4 separate regions of the Mus musculus genome follow, and all the other regions are linked to region 1. The links are chromatin contacts, called in public HiChIP or PLAC-seq maps. All regions are on one chromosome and are shown on one strand. Each heading gives the region's core, a stretch centred on a gene start, on an enhancer-like site or on the middle of the called end of the contact. The rest is flanking DNA. Distances are from core to core; before and after follow the strand shown.

Region 1 (3,464 bases), core at 345-2,844:
CATTCCAAGAGTGTTGTCATCTTTGCTCATTGGACGCACAGCAGCCAACGCCTTCCTTCTCAGACCTCTACTCCCTGAGCCCTCCTCCTTCTCCCTAGAGCACCGTCGTCGCCTTCTGCTACCGCTGATATTTACCTTTTCTGTTTCCCTCAATCAAACATGTCAGCAAAGCTTTCAGCCCTTGGCACTGAGTCCACATGTCAATGAAGTGGAGCTGAAGGTCGCTGCCAAGAGAGACACCACTGTGTCTTGGTTATTTATAATTTATACGGCCATTTACTTTCAGAGAGGATTTACAATGGCTATGCACACGCTTCAGGACATCCTGTGTAGAGAGAGCAACAATTGTCACAGCTCGGGGCTTTTCTCATCGCTCTCTGCCGGTTGAGCTCTCGCCAGCACTTCAAACCTCTTTTAGGGATCTCAGGCTCTCTTTTTCTGTCTGAAGCAAGATCAGTTCAGAGTGAGACTGCATTTGTCTGGGTGCCTAGTATCCTGGAACAGCATTGTCTAAGGCTCTGCCCACTTGGCCAGTCACTCATTTCCACATTTATTAAGATTCTGTTGTGAGGCTGTTCTGGGATCGGAAGATACAGCAGAGAATCAAATTGCATTTTTGCCTTTAGGGCAAGTGCTCGATGAATTATCACCTGAAGTGGCCAAGGGAACTGTTCATGGTCCGTTGGGGTTTAGCCCCTGCCCTGCATTTACTGTCAAAGGAAGGGTGCAGCTCATTCATTGGGAGGACGGAGAAAACAGACGTGACTCACCGTTCATAAATAGACTACGCTCTGCGTTCTCAATCTGCACTATTGGAAGAAAAGCCAGTGTTTGGGTGAGGATCCTGGCTGCTCATTATCTTGCGGTTGATTGGCCAGTTTTGGTTGAATGCGGTTGGGGGGAAAGTCTTTCCTAAGCCTTTAGGATATTTAGTTCACCCTTAAAGGAGCGACATGCCACCATCAGGGTCACTGAGTACATTAGGAATTGTTCCTTCCTCGCCCAAATCCACACAAATTTGACACCCTGGGAAGGAGATGGGGCAGGTCTGAGTAACCAATCATGGTACTTGGGAGGAGGAATTGATTTCTGATCTTCAATGATCCCGTAGAACACGACCTGGACTATGTAGGCTGTGCAAAAGAAAGCTCGTCTCCAGTGTCTGAGACCCCTGGAGCAGGGCTTCGGCCCGTCCCCGCCCCGGCCGCGCCCCGCAACAAGTGTCCGCCCTCCGCCCCGACGGAGGCCCGGTCCTCACCCGGCACAGGCCGTCCACGAACACGCGCGGGTCCAGGTGGCAGGCGATGGTGGCGCTCGGCAGGTCCTGCAGATCCACCTCCTCCATCTCGCAGTCGATGAAGCTCCAGTCGCCGCCGCCGCCCCCGTCCCCCTCGGCAGCCGCAGAGAAGGGCGCGAAGGGCCGCAGAGTCACCCTACGGGGCGCCCGTGCCTCGACCGCCTCCGCCACCTCTCCGAGCCGCGGCCCGGCCACGCCGTCCTCCATGCCCGGCGCGCGCTCCCTTAGCTCCGCTCCACTCGGCGCCGCGGCCGCCGGCTCCCGCTTCACCCTCTGGGGGTCACCGCGGCGCCGGGACGCCGCCTTCCAGTGCCCGCCCTGTCCGCCTCCGCCCCGCGCGGGAGGGGCGGCCAGCCTGCGCTCGCCGGCCTCGAATCGTAGCTCTCGCGGAGCCCAAGAACGTTCCCTTTAAGGTCGGCCCACTCGGGCCATCAAGTCCCGCCCTTCCTATAGAGCAGACCAATAATACGACGGGATTTTTGTCACGTGACACCCACTCTGCCGCCCTAAGCCTGAAGCCTTGGGGCGGCCATATTTGTTAGGGGCAGAGGCCTCTGGCCAGTTCTGCTTTTCTGACAGCTGGCGGTGCCTGTTGAAGGACACAAGCCGGGTGTTAGCCTGTGGAACGGTAACCCGGAGGCAGAGCTTCTGCGGTTCCCACGCGGCGACGTTTGGAAACACGCAGCCAATTTTAAGGACTTAAACTAAATCTAGTTAGAGGCTCTGTTCCGTAGACGTTAGCAGTGCTTAGATACTTAGTGCATATTGTCGCGGAATCACAAATAAGACTTGAGTAACATCGTGATATGGCCTTATGTTTATAGTTCAACGTGTTAGTCATTATGTTACTGTCCAATTTTTGGATAATTAGAAGCATTTTTTAGCACAAAATGAGTGGGTTTCAATAATTATTTTCATACATATATCGTGTATTTTGTGTATACACAGATAACACTGTATTTTGTCTCCCATCGCCCTCCCTCGTGCCTTTTCTCCAATTCTGCTGGCTGCCTCTCTTTCCTCTAAAAACTTCCCTTTCTGCTTTAGTATCTCAAGAAAAAGAAAAAAAGCTATGTGTATCAATTACTTTCCTGTTACTGTGATAAAATACCACGACCAAACAATTTATAAAAGAGTTTCTTAGTGTTCCATATAGCGTCCCAGAGGGATAAGTGTCCATTGTGGTGGCTAAGTAATAGGTATGGCAGCCGGAGGCAAGATGCTGAGAGATCAAATCTCAGCCACAACCATGAAGCAGGGACATGGAACTAGAAACAAACTAGATAGGTGAACTGTTTCTACTACCAAAGCCTGCCCCCGGTGGCTCACTTCCTCCAGGAAAGCCAAACTCCCTAGACCTCCCCACACAGTACTACCAACTGGGGACCAGTGTTCAAATGGCAGACTTCCCAGGAGACATTTCTCATTCAAATCCTTGTAGCAGGAGGGCAATGGGTCTCAACCTGTGGCTCTTGACCCCCTTGGAGGTCCAAGAACCGTCACGGGTTTTGCGTATAGATCTCCCACATATCAGACATTTAGACAACAATTGAACAGTAGCAAAACTGTAGTTATGATGCAGAACAACAAAATAATTTTCTGGTTGGGGGGGTCACCACAATATGAGGGGCTGTATTAAAGGGTCGCAGCATTAGGAAGATTGAGAACCATCGAAGTAGGAGATGAGGGAAGACATTGGGCCTTGGTTTGGTGGGGGGCGGTTCATTACAGGGAAACAAGACCTCAGGTGAGCATTGTGCCTGGACAGCTCATCAGAGTGAGAACTCCCGTGTGGGTTTCACCTTTCTGTTAATTGCCTGCAGAGCGAGGCAGATCCCCCATATGGGCAAGGATTCAGTACGCGCCCAGTAAGTGTTCCTCTGCTAGTGCAGTTAAGTTTTAGGGGGGTGTTGAGTTGGGTCTGTGTTTTCTCCTAAAGTAGGCAAGCTGTCTAGTCAGGAAGTGGATCTATTATCATACCCAACTAGAGCTGAGATTTATTCAAAGTATGGCATGTGTAAGGCCCTGGGGTCCTTGTGATGCCCTTGTGAATGGAAGAGAAGAAATAATTCGCAAAGCCCTGAGGGTGTGAGGATGGGGAGAAATAGACCTGTCTCAGGCCTGTCTCCTGGGAAAGGAAATCTACAGTCACCATGTGACCCAGAGG
Region 2 (3,464 bases), core at 314-2,813, 1.4 Mb after region 1:
ATTCCAAAAAAAAAAAAAATCTAGCTGTAGGGTATTTTCTCAATTAGCAATTGATGGAGGAGGGCCCAGCAAAAAAGCAGAGCCGAGCAATCCATGAGGAGCAAGCCAGTGAGCAGCACCCTCCGTGTCCTCTGACTCCGTCAGCCCGGTCCCCGTCAGCCCCCAGCCCTCGTCAGCCTCCGCCCCAGGCAGTCAGCTCCTGCCCAGTTTGAATTCTGGTCCTTGACTTGCTTTGATGATGAGCAGTGATATGGAATCGTGAGCCAGATAAACACTTTCTTTCTCAACTTGCTTTTTGGTCATGACATTTCATCCTAACAATAGAAATCCTAAGTAAGACAAGCACCTTTTCTCTTCTTGATATCATATGCTATGCAATGGGGTGCAGTAAAGAAACTGCCAACATGACTGCTCCATTAGGGGAAAGGTGTGTTTTGTTTTGTGGGTTTTTTTTTGGGGGGGGGGGGGACAATCCAGAGGCATTTGGAAGTGTCTAGAGGAGAGAAAGGTGTGAGGGGCGGGGAGTGGGGAGGGGGCTGTAAGACCTCAGGGAGGACCAAGCATAGGGCTGTAAAGACAAGGGAGTGCACAGCTTGGGGAGGGCCTCTTGGGGGCGGGGGGGGGGGGGGATGGAAAGCCCATTTCACAAGTTCCAGAGAAATGCTGGCTGGCTTTTTTCTAACCACCACAAACCCTATAGTCTAGTTTGAGCTGATTTCTAAACAAATGGAGGACCTGTGACCTAACAGGTATCTAAAAGAGCTTTACCGATTTCTGCAAACACATACTACTTAATCTATATTTATTACCGGTTCCTCCTACATAAACTTATCCAAGGGGAAATTTTTTTAAAAGGCATCACAAAGAAGATGTGCATGCAGATGTTCCCTGCGGCAAAGGCCTGAAGGGTGGCGTGAGGGCTCGGGCTAACTGAGCTTGATTGGCTTTCACAGCATGCTCTGTCCTGGCAGACGTCCATACCTCAGCTTCTAGGTTTTGTTTTGTCTGTTTTGTTTTGTTTTTGGTACGGAGTCATCTATCTTCCTGCCTCCACCTTTTACATGTGATGATCACAGCTGTGTGCGATGATTCTCATGACCACTCTGTATAGGAAGGAGCTCAAACCCAGGGCTAAGCCAGCCCTCTGCCAACCCAGCCACATCTCCAGGCTCTCGGTGCCTCGGGTTGATATTTTCTTTCTTCCTAATGAACGAGTTTCAATACCCACATTGAAGCCAGTTCAATTCCTCCCAGAAGTGGTGAAATTGACCCAAAGAACCACTACACTGAGACAAGCAGTGTTTTGGCAGGGGCGGTGCTGGCCGAGGGTAACAGGCACAAATAGCAACACTCTTGGTATTCTTCTAACAGGCCAGCGTTTAGGAGACAAAGACCTTCAAGGGTGTTGGTGTGAGTGAAGGCTGTGTGTGCAGGCATGAAGAGATCCCTCCTACCGGGCCCGCCTCACTTGCAAGGTTTCGATTCTTACTGTCCTGTTAGCATTTCTAAGGCAGCAGAGCCAAGGCTCAGAGCAGAGCCAGGAACTGAAACCAAACTCTCTCAGACTTTAGAACTCTGCACTCTCAACCTCAGCTCCGAGAAAGCGGAACAGGAAAGAGGCATCCGCTACAGCTACAGCGAAAGCTGGTTTGTTCTGGTTTCTTGGGCCACACCACCCATCTCTGACTTCCTGGAAACCCGCCAAAGCTGGGGCCACAGCATAGAGGAGGAGGAAGGCACAGAAGGAAATGAAGTAGAATGGGGCCAATCCACTGAACCTGGGAGCCAGTTGCCTTCCTTGATGAGTGTCAAGGAATACCACTCAATGCCACTGGTAAAAAGCCACATATCTGCAGAGATAATATATGTTCCTAAAGACAGCTCACACATAGCAAAAACAAACGCTTGAGATGCCTTCTTAACATATCAAAGTGAACTTGGCTCCCAGGTTCTCCCAGAATCCTTTGGTCTGCATGCCCTCCCCCCTCCCCTAAACTTCTCTAGTCCAGCTGACTGGGCTGCTGCTCATCCCTAGAGAATCCAACCATCTTGGTTACTGCTCCTCTTTTGGACATCCTGGATATTACAGCCGGCTCCCTTCTCTCTCCTCTCCCTTCCTGAGTCCTCCCTCCTCTCACATGGCTCAGAATCAGGTGTCCACTCTAGGCTCTTCCGGAAGTCCCTGCCTCTGATTATGCCGTCCCTTTTATCTGTAATAAACCTTCTCCTGCCGGGCGTTGTGGAGCAGACTTTTAATCCCAGCCCTCGGAAGGCAGAGACAAGCAGATCTCTGAAAGTTTGAGAACAGCCTGGTCTACAGAGTGAGTTCTAAGACAGCCAGGGCTACACAGAGAAACCCTACCTCAGTGATAATAATAATGGATGATGATGATGATGATAAACCTCCTCCTCTACCATACATAGGAGCAATCACATTCTTTCCATTCTCGTTTCTTCTTACATCCATACTGTGCTCACTTGGGGTCAGAAGATTTGTAACCCTGAGTTTCAACCTGTTGATACTGTGTCTAAAACCTAGCTACACACTTCCAGGAGCCATGGGAACAGTTCCGTTCACAAAAGGAAAGTCAGAAGGAAATCAAGTCAACAAGCACAAAGCTTTTTCTTAAGGTTTAAGCTTTGTTTAACCTTTTTCAGATGGGTAGTAAATTATGCTCTTTAAACAATGTAACTGGCCGGGGCGTGGTGGCACATGCTTTTAATTCCAGCACTTGGGAGGCAGAGGCAGAGGCAGGTGGATTTCTGAGTTCGAGGCCAGCCTGGTCTACAAAGTGAGTTCCAGGACAGCCAGGGCTATACAGAGAAACCCTGTCTTGGCAGGGGGGGGGGGGCGGGGGGGGCACGATGACGGGGGACGACAAGGGTGGGGGGGACAATGTAACTGAGAGAGCCACAGGGTCCACAGATGCGACTCTCCCTTGAGAAGCCCATCCACCACAGTTGTATTAGACTTTCCCAGAGTGCCTCTCTTTGTATTAACCCCCGTGCTTAATCTGTGTCATAAACTGCAACTCTGCTTCATATTGCTTGTCCTAACGTTCTTCTCTACAGTGAGGGAAAAAAAAAAAAACAAAAAAACAAAAAAACAAAAAAAATCTGTAATAGGACCCAATGCCCTCTTCTAGTGTTTCTGAAGACAGCTACAGTGTACTCATACAAATAAAATAAATACATCTTAAAAAAATAAAAAGGAGTGTGTATGTTCTCTGGTGGACTTACCTCCAACATTCTGGAGGTAGCAGCAAGATTCCAGACATTGACACACCAGGACACCAGGGGGCCTTAGATGTCCTGAGAAATATTGTTCCTATGGGGTATATACCATGAGACATTCTTGAGTCCCAGGAACTTCTCTGCTCCTATAGATCCATAGGCTCCCAACGTTTCTGCCCTAAACAGGATGCTACAGAAAGTCTCCTGGATCAATCCCCTTCAGAAGTGAG
Region 3 (3,464 bases), core at 451-2,950, 1.1 Mb after region 1:
GGGTTGTGAATGTGAGATGCCTCTGTCTTAGTTAGGGCTTCTATTGCTGTGATGGAACACTATGGCCAATAGACTATTTCAACTTCAAGCAAACACCCATGCACATAAACACACACACACACAAACACCCATACACATAAACATCCATACACATGAACACCCATACACATAAACACACACACACACACACAAATACACATACACATAAACATCCATATACATGAACACCCATGCACATAAACACACACACAAATACCCATACACATTAACACACACACAAATACCCATACACATTAACACACACAAACGCCCATACACAAAACACACACACAAATACCCTTGCATATAAACACCCACATAAACACCCCTCCACATACAAACACCCATACACATAAACACACACACACACAAACCCATGCACATAAACACTCATACACATAAACACACATGCACATAAGCACATGTGCACATAAGCACATGTGCACATAAGCACCCACACGCAAGCCTAGGATATGGAGGAAGACACATTTACACTGCTTGTGTGAACTTCCACCTCAGGTCTGTGACTTGAACCGTACTCTGGGCCTGGGCAGAAGAAATTCTCCATCCAATGGATCATGTGACCACAGGTTTTAATCATGTGACCACAGATTTCAATCATGTAACCACAGGTTTCAAGGACCAAGTCCCCACTCACCTAGTAGCCTCAGTCCCTGTCCACGAACACAGGCAACTTGAGGAGGAAAGGGCTCATTTCACCTTCCAACTGACAGCCATGGTCAATGGGAGGTGGGCATGAACTCAAGCAGAAGCTGAAGCAGAAGCCGCAGAGGAACGCTAACTACTGAACTACTCCCCTGGTTTACTCAGGAGTGGCACTGCTCACAGTGGCCTGGGCTCCCACATCTATCATTTATTGAGAAAACACTCCACAAACTTGCCTATAGGTCAATCTGATGGAGCCAACTCTTCAATGAAGGTTCCTCTTCCAAAATGATTCTACCCTGTTTCAACTCGGAAACACACACACACACACACACACACACACACACACAAACCAGCAGAGTCACATTTTTCTCTGTTACATTGGATGAGTCTCCCTGGCTGGCTGTATCCTGGATGCCCTGCATCCGAGAAGTGAGGAGCGTACAGAGGAGACCGTGTGCAGGCATTACCCCATCTCATGAATGGCTGCCACAGTCCTTATACCCATCTCATCCAAGAGAACAAATATCCTCATAGACATGTGTGAAGCGAGAGATCGTCACTCAACATTTAACAACCTGCACACCTGTTCGGGTTCATTAGCCGGCTAATGAAAATAAACCTTGGTCACGTCTCGGATGGCTGTTCATTGCCCTGGTTTCTGCAGACATACTGTAAAATTAACTGCGAACTGCTATTTCCTGCAGCCCCACCCCCCCCCCACCCCCCCAGGTAGAGACGGGTGAGAGGGCTAAAGAAGGCAGAAGCACACAGTGTCTGCAGAAATCATATTCAAGGGAGATCAAATGTAATGTTTTCTTTCAACTCGGACAACTGCTTTGAGATGTCCCATCCGAGCAACCTTGAACACAGCCTCCGGGGTTGGCCGATTACCCCTGACGAATACCATTTGTGCTTGAGTGATGTCGCTGATGAAGTCAAATCGTGTGTGGGGGTGGGGGGGGCAGAACGTGATGAAAGGGTTTTCAGTCTGCTGAGAACTTACTGTAACGTACACGCTCACGCTGAGGCCCCACTTCCTGCCCAGGACAGGCCCCGTGTGATCTGGGCTTCTTAGCTGACTTTTGTTTGTCGGTGTTCATGTCTCTTAAAGGGAGCCAGTTCTTTCTTCCCCTTTCCCAAAGCAAAAAGATGTACATAAACAAAGAGGGCCACCAAGCCCTGGTCGCTGTCATTCTGCACATGAGATAATAGTCAAAAACAATACCATGAGGTTGGCCAGCCAGCACGCCTGCAGCTGCTGCCAGCTCCCCTTGCCACTGTACACAAGCCATGGGCATGTCAGGACTTGAAGAATGAACCAAAGCCCAGAGAAAGAAAAGGCCCAACAGTGTTCAGGGTGAGTTCGTCTGGCCCTCCCTCCCCTGCTCACTCCTTCCCAGAAGCCCCGGTACCTACAGACAGACAGAACAAAGACAAAGCCAGCCCCACACCCGATGTTCTCACCACCGTCCCTGCCTCTCACTCTCAAAGACTTGACCACAGTCGCTGAGGGGCATCAGAGAGCAGCCAGGGAAAGGCTGGATGAACAAGAAGCCTGTGTTGTCTCCTCCCAGTCAGGGGATTTGGGCAAAGAATGGCCTTCCCCGTGAGCAAATGGAGGTAAAACTCCAAGTGTTGTGTTGGGCAGTCCGTGAAGCTGCAGCCCAACTTCCCATACGGTAGGGTGGTTGGTGGTCCAGAAGCCATATTTGATATTTGAGATCAGTTATGCTCCCCAGTGAAGAGACAAAAACTGTCACCACCCGGAGTCCTCTAAGCAGAGCTACCCCCTTTAGGGGTGCCACAGTATGAATGGATTACTGATGGTCACACAGACCAACCCAGAAGACAGGTATCTAGCATCCTTGGATTCCCTTGTGGATACCAAGGCCCTCTCACAAAATGGCAAACAATTTGCAAATCGCCCACACATATGTGTGCTTTAAATCTTTACTATTTAAAGCTTAGTCCAACGTAAACATTGCACCAATAGGTGTGCTGTTGACTTAGTTACCATTCACTGCTGACTTGACACAGTTTACAGTCATCTGAGAGGAAAGCAGGGATTGAGGCACTGCCTAGATCAGACTGACCTGTGCAGACTGTCAGGGTTATTAATTGGTGTAGAAAGGTCCGGGCCACCGTGAGCTGTACTGTCCCCAGGCAGGTAGTTCTGTGTGTACAGGGAAGTTAGCAGAGCATAAGCCAGCAAACAGCTTGCCTCCCTGTGTCCTGCTGTGTGTCCTTGGGTGTCAGTGCGTTTCCAGTTTGGAAGCAAGGCTTTGTGAATAGCAAGCAGTTCAGCCCTGATGTCCCTCTGGGATGGGCAGTGACCTGACAGTGGATGAGGTACAAGTTGCTTTTGGATAGTGTTTCTATCGCAGCAACAGAAAGCAAACCAAAACAATTTTCAACGCAAGGCTGATTGAATCTCAGATGCAGAAACAGGTCACTACAGAAGGAAACTTGGCCGGCCATGGGGTTTGCTTGGTTTTTTTGTTTTTGTTTTTTGTTTTTTTCCTGAGACCACCAGTGTCAAGTTGGTGGGTGGTAGGACTAAGTCAGTCCGCAGTGATCTGCAGTCTGTCAGCTGCCTGTGGACAAAAGAGCCAAGAGTGCCTCGAAGCTCTGCCCCCAGATCTAGCGCACCCCTCTCATGCTGAGCGATCTGTCCGCAGAAAAAGATTCTTCCCAGCACTCCACAAAACGCACCCTTCTAGAAACATCTACCAGATGAGGCACTCTGAGGCCCTGAG
Region 4 (3,464 bases), core at 448-2,947, 1.1 Mb after region 1:
AAAGGAACCATGCTGTGGACAATGATATTAACCAAAGGGATAAGGGCAAAATGTAAGTTTAAGAAATAAAAGGGCCATCTAGCATCTAACACAAAATATAATTGAGTGTCTGCAAAATGAAAAGACACTGATATTAATTTCCAGATTGAGGAGGTCCCTTGGATGGGCCCGCTTGTCTGTTTCCCAACTTCATGGGCACCTGCGGGTGGTGTGTTCATTCCTAAGGCTGAGCCTCACGCTACATTGTTCCATGTTTTTTAAAGCTAAGCCTCACGCTACATTGTTCCTTGTTTTCTAAAGCAGAAGGGTTTCACAGCCAGGTTTCTCCCAGTATCCAGGAGAGGCTGGGGTCCATCGTATGCCTATATTCCTGGAGATGTACTGTTCCTCTACAAAGTAAACTAATCTGTGGAAACCATGGTTATTTTCCACATTTTTTAAGTTAGCGGTTCTGTAACCGCCTTTATTTTGAGACTTCTCCAGGGAATGAACCCAACCAGGGCATCATGCATGCTAGGCCAGAATTCTGCCTTCAGTCAAGTTGATTTTGTTATGAGTTGTTTCTCTGCCTGTTTTATTTTTCAAATATTAAATATGGACATTCTTTGAGGAAGACGGAAAAAAAACAATAAAAGTCAAATTATTATCTTTATACTTTGTGCCTCCCCCCTGACGACAAAAACACTCTGACTGTGTGTGCAGCTTATAAGAAGAGAGAGTACACCATGCCGTCCTGGGACGGAGACCTGGAGAAGCTAGACACTCCCAAACCCAGGCCCAGAGCAGATAGCAAGTCTTAAAGCCTGGAAGACTTGGCGCTCCTGAAGCCAAGGCCAGCTCTGGCTTTATATATCGAACGTGGGAAACTAGAAAATCACTAACTGGCTTTACTTTTGCTACATGACAACTTCCAGGGGTCAACATGACTCCCAAGAAGGATGTGGCACCATATCTGTGCGGCACCATATGGATACCTGAATCATTATGGATACCTGAATCAAGCCCGGTATGCTCACAGGCCAGTCCCAAATGCCAAAGCAATAGACACTGACCACAGACACTCAGTTGAGGGGTCCAGACAGTCAACCTGAAAAGGACAAGAACTCTCATAGGAAGACCAACCATGTACATTAACCTGGACCCCGGGAGCTCCCAGAGACTGCATCGCCAACCAAAGAACATACACGGGCTAGCCCAAGGCCCCCAGCCATATGTAGCAGAGGACTGCCTTGTCAGGCCTCAGTGGAAGAGGATGCGCCTAATCCTGTAGACTTGATACCCCAGGGAAGGGGGACGCCCAGGAGAGGGGGAGGGAAGAGCACCCTCTCAGAGGCATAGGGGAGGGAGAATGGAATGAAGAACTCTGAGTGGGGGAGGGGACTTGGAGGAGGGCAACATTTGGAATGTAAGTAAATAAAATAATTAAATAAAAAGTCTCAACATGCTGATATCATTTTAAAGAGGAGTATCTGGGGGGGAACGAACAGTTATCTGAGGAGACGCTACTCGACCGCTTCTCACGCTGACACTGTTAGCCTCTCTAGTCAAAACTGCACCTTCCGCGACCTCCTCTCCAGAGAGGCCAAGTCTTTGGGTCTGGGGTTAAGACCCCAAAGTCAAGGCTTCAACAGGCACCAGGTCTGGGGCAGCTGTCCAGAAACCACGGTGGGAAAACAGGGCGCGGACAGTGGGAGGATGTGGAGAGGAACCGGAAGTTTAGACTGCAACACAGTCAGGGGAAGGCTGAAATGAAGGATCCCAGCCAACTGCTCCACCCACTTCTCTGCTTTTGAAGAGTCTTTGTCTCAGGAAGAGAACGTTCTGGAAGGGCTGAGCAACCATAGAGGGAAGCAAGAGGAGTCTCTAGCAACACCAAGTGCCAAAGTACCAAACCTAAGCCAAGGCTTAAAGCAATCATTAATGCCTGATGTAAGGTTATAGACGAATAAGGAATGGAAATAAGGGGAAAGAACGCACCGAGTCGATGTTATTGATTTACACGTTCAGAGAAATGCCAGAACTATTATTTAGATGTCAAAATAACTCCAAGAAGAGTTTTGATACAAGGCTGTTTTGATAATTTGAAACCGAATACCTGCCGGCTTTGAGACAGGGCTCTCAGACACCCAGCCTCTGTAAATCCCGCTGCGCCTCTCTGAGCAGGTCACATTTCGTCTTCCAAGGTTATACCGTGTTAAATTATATGCAATTTCAAAAAGAGCAAACCCTTGTCCCGTACTAGAGTCCCCTTGTCTTAAAGGCATGCTCTGGCTCAAATTAATTTATAGCCCGAGGGGATTTGGGGAGAGAAAGCTAAAAATTCCAAGCGAAAATAGCCCAGAATCTGGTTGCTTCTTAAATATCAAGGGATGTTGTCTGGGGGCTAGGAAGGGCTGTGCAGGGCTACAGGTAAACAGAACAGTGGGGAACTGTCAGGTCCGATAGATGCTTCACAGCGGAAAGGTCCTGCTGGATGCAGAGAGCATAAAAGTAGGAGCCCAGCACCCAGCAAACCGCTAAGCTCAGCACAGCTGGTGGAGCAGGGGAGCAGAGGCAGTGAAAATGATCTCCACTCGCCTTCCCAAGCCCTTCCTGCAGAGGACTCAGCGGTCGGTCAGACTTTCACTAGGGGCTTGCTCGGATTCGCTACTTTCTCTGTGTCCGCTCCTCTCTCCCGCCACTTGAGATGCGGCTTAGTTGGAGGCCCCTGTGGTTAAAATCACAATATTAATTCAGAATAATCTTCTCAATGAGTAACTTCCTTGCCCCGAAGTCTCATCCAACTCCACCCTAAGTAAAAGGACTAAGTTTTTCCAGCTCTGCCATAGAAAAATGAATACAGTGATTCCAAAAACAATTCCAGTCTTAAGAGCTGGGGTCTCCTTTATACTAAGGTGTTTGAAGTAACTCCTTTTTGTTGCCAATTAAGTTTAACAGGGGTCGTTTAAATGTATACGACTTTTAAGGATTCCCCAACCTGAAAATCTAAAGCAGTAGTTCTTAACCTGAAGGTCGTGACCTTTTGGGGGAGGGGGTCAATCAACCTTTTCACAGGGGTCACTTAGGACCCTTGGAAAGGACAGATATTTACATTACAATCCATAACAGTAACAAAATTACAGTTATGGAGTGGTAACTAAATAATTTTACAGCCGGAGTCACCACACCATGAGGAACAGGATCAAAAGCAGCATTAGGGAGGTTGAGAACACAGCTTGAGAGCAGTCATTTGCAGGGTAATTGAATGCATGCATTGAAGTATGCTGTGTGCTAGAATACCAAGCCTCATGCTACCTTCAAGCAGTGTCGAGATGCAGCTCAGCATCTGTTCTCTGGCATTTGAGAAAAACAAAACAAAACAAAACGAAACAAAAACAAAAACAAAAAAAAAAAAAAACATGACTATAAGTCTCCATTAGAATCGCCAAATATCTGTTTTCTCACTAAAACCATGGAGTCTTGCA

Evidence for each region. HiChIP or PLAC-seq counts read pairs in DNA pulled down with a chosen protein or histone mark.
Region 2: a contact with region 1 is called in an H3K27ac HiChIP or PLAC-seq map of embryonic stem cells, with 5 times the contacts expected there. The contact joins the enhancer-like site here to the promoter of Rcan1 in region 1. A contact is called at or near these places in 2 of 39 promoter capture datasets (hippocampal neurons and liver), 2 of 115 datasets of contacts at active chromatin or transcription factors (both in embryonic stem cells) and 3 of 9 other capture datasets (adipose tissue, embryonic stem cells and liver).
Region 3: a contact with region 1 is called in an H3K27ac HiChIP or PLAC-seq map of T-cell acute lymphoblastic leukemia, with 10 times the contacts expected there. The contact joins the enhancer-like site here to the promoter of Rcan1 in region 1. A contact is called at or near these places in 10 of 39 promoter capture datasets (3T3-L1-derived adipocytes, the C10 cell line, the HPC-7 cell line and 7 more), 1 of 15 datasets of contacts at CTCF or cohesin (stem cell-derived epiblast-like cells), 2 of 484 Hi-C or Micro-C datasets (bone marrow-derived macrophages and regulatory T cells), 15 of 115 datasets of contacts at active chromatin or transcription factors (SST interneurons, T-cell acute lymphoblastic leukemia, bone marrow-derived macrophages and 8 more) and 2 of 9 other capture datasets (adipose tissue and embryonic stem cells).
Region 4: an H3K27ac HiChIP or PLAC-seq map of large pre-B cells shows a contact between it and region 1, with 23 times the contacts expected there. The contact joins the enhancer-like site here to the promoter of Rcan1 in region 1. A contact is called at or near these places in 10 of 39 promoter capture datasets (3T3-L1-derived adipocytes, the C10 cell line, the SN4741 cell line and 7 more), 6 of 484 Hi-C or Micro-C datasets (the N1E-115 cell line, adipose-derived mesenchymal stem cells, bone marrow-derived macrophages and 3 more), 13 of 115 datasets of contacts at active chromatin or transcription factors (embryonic forebrain, embryonic hindbrain, embryonic midbrain and 8 more) and 2 of 9 other capture datasets (adipose tissue and embryonic stem cells).

Annotation. Positions count from the first base shown.
Region 1 is chr16:92,464,575-92,468,038 of GRCm38.p6, forward strand. Rcan1 (regulator of calcineurin 1) reads right to left here and starts at 1,595. Exons shown (of 4, transcript NM_001081549.2): 1 at 1,259-1,595. The coding sequence starts at 1,504. It overlaps Gm46555 (a long non-coding RNA gene), which reads left to right. Exons shown (of 4, transcript XR_003951847.1): 4 at 1-1,260.
Region 2 is chr16:93,814,983-93,818,446 of GRCm38.p6, forward strand. All of the region lies in intron 1 of Gm30881 (a long non-coding RNA gene), which reads right to left. Among named protein-coding and RNA genes, the nearest start is that of Morc3, 15 kb to the right of the region's middle. Within about 2 kb of position 1,564, at least 237 of the 459 cell types and tissues checked have an H3K27ac peak or open chromatin away from gene starts, as enhancers often do. A contact at or near this core is called in adipose tissue, embryonic stem cells and liver, where this site is marked.
Region 3 is chr16:93,572,986-93,576,449 of GRCm38.p6, forward strand. No RefSeq gene overlaps it. Among named protein-coding and RNA genes, the nearest start is that of Setd4, 29 kb to the right of the region's middle. Within about 2 kb of position 1,701, at least 54 of the 459 cell types and tissues checked have an H3K27ac peak or open chromatin away from gene starts, as enhancers often do. A contact at or near this core is called in the HPC-7 cell line, T-cell acute lymphoblastic leukemia, double positive thymocytes and 1 more, where this site is marked.
Region 4 is chr16:93,556,129-93,559,592 of GRCm38.p6, forward strand. No RefSeq gene overlaps it. Among named protein-coding and RNA genes, the nearest start is that of Gm30695, 26 kb to the left of the region's middle. Within about 2 kb of position 1,698, at least 11 of the 459 cell types and tissues checked have an H3K27ac peak or open chromatin away from gene starts, as enhancers often do.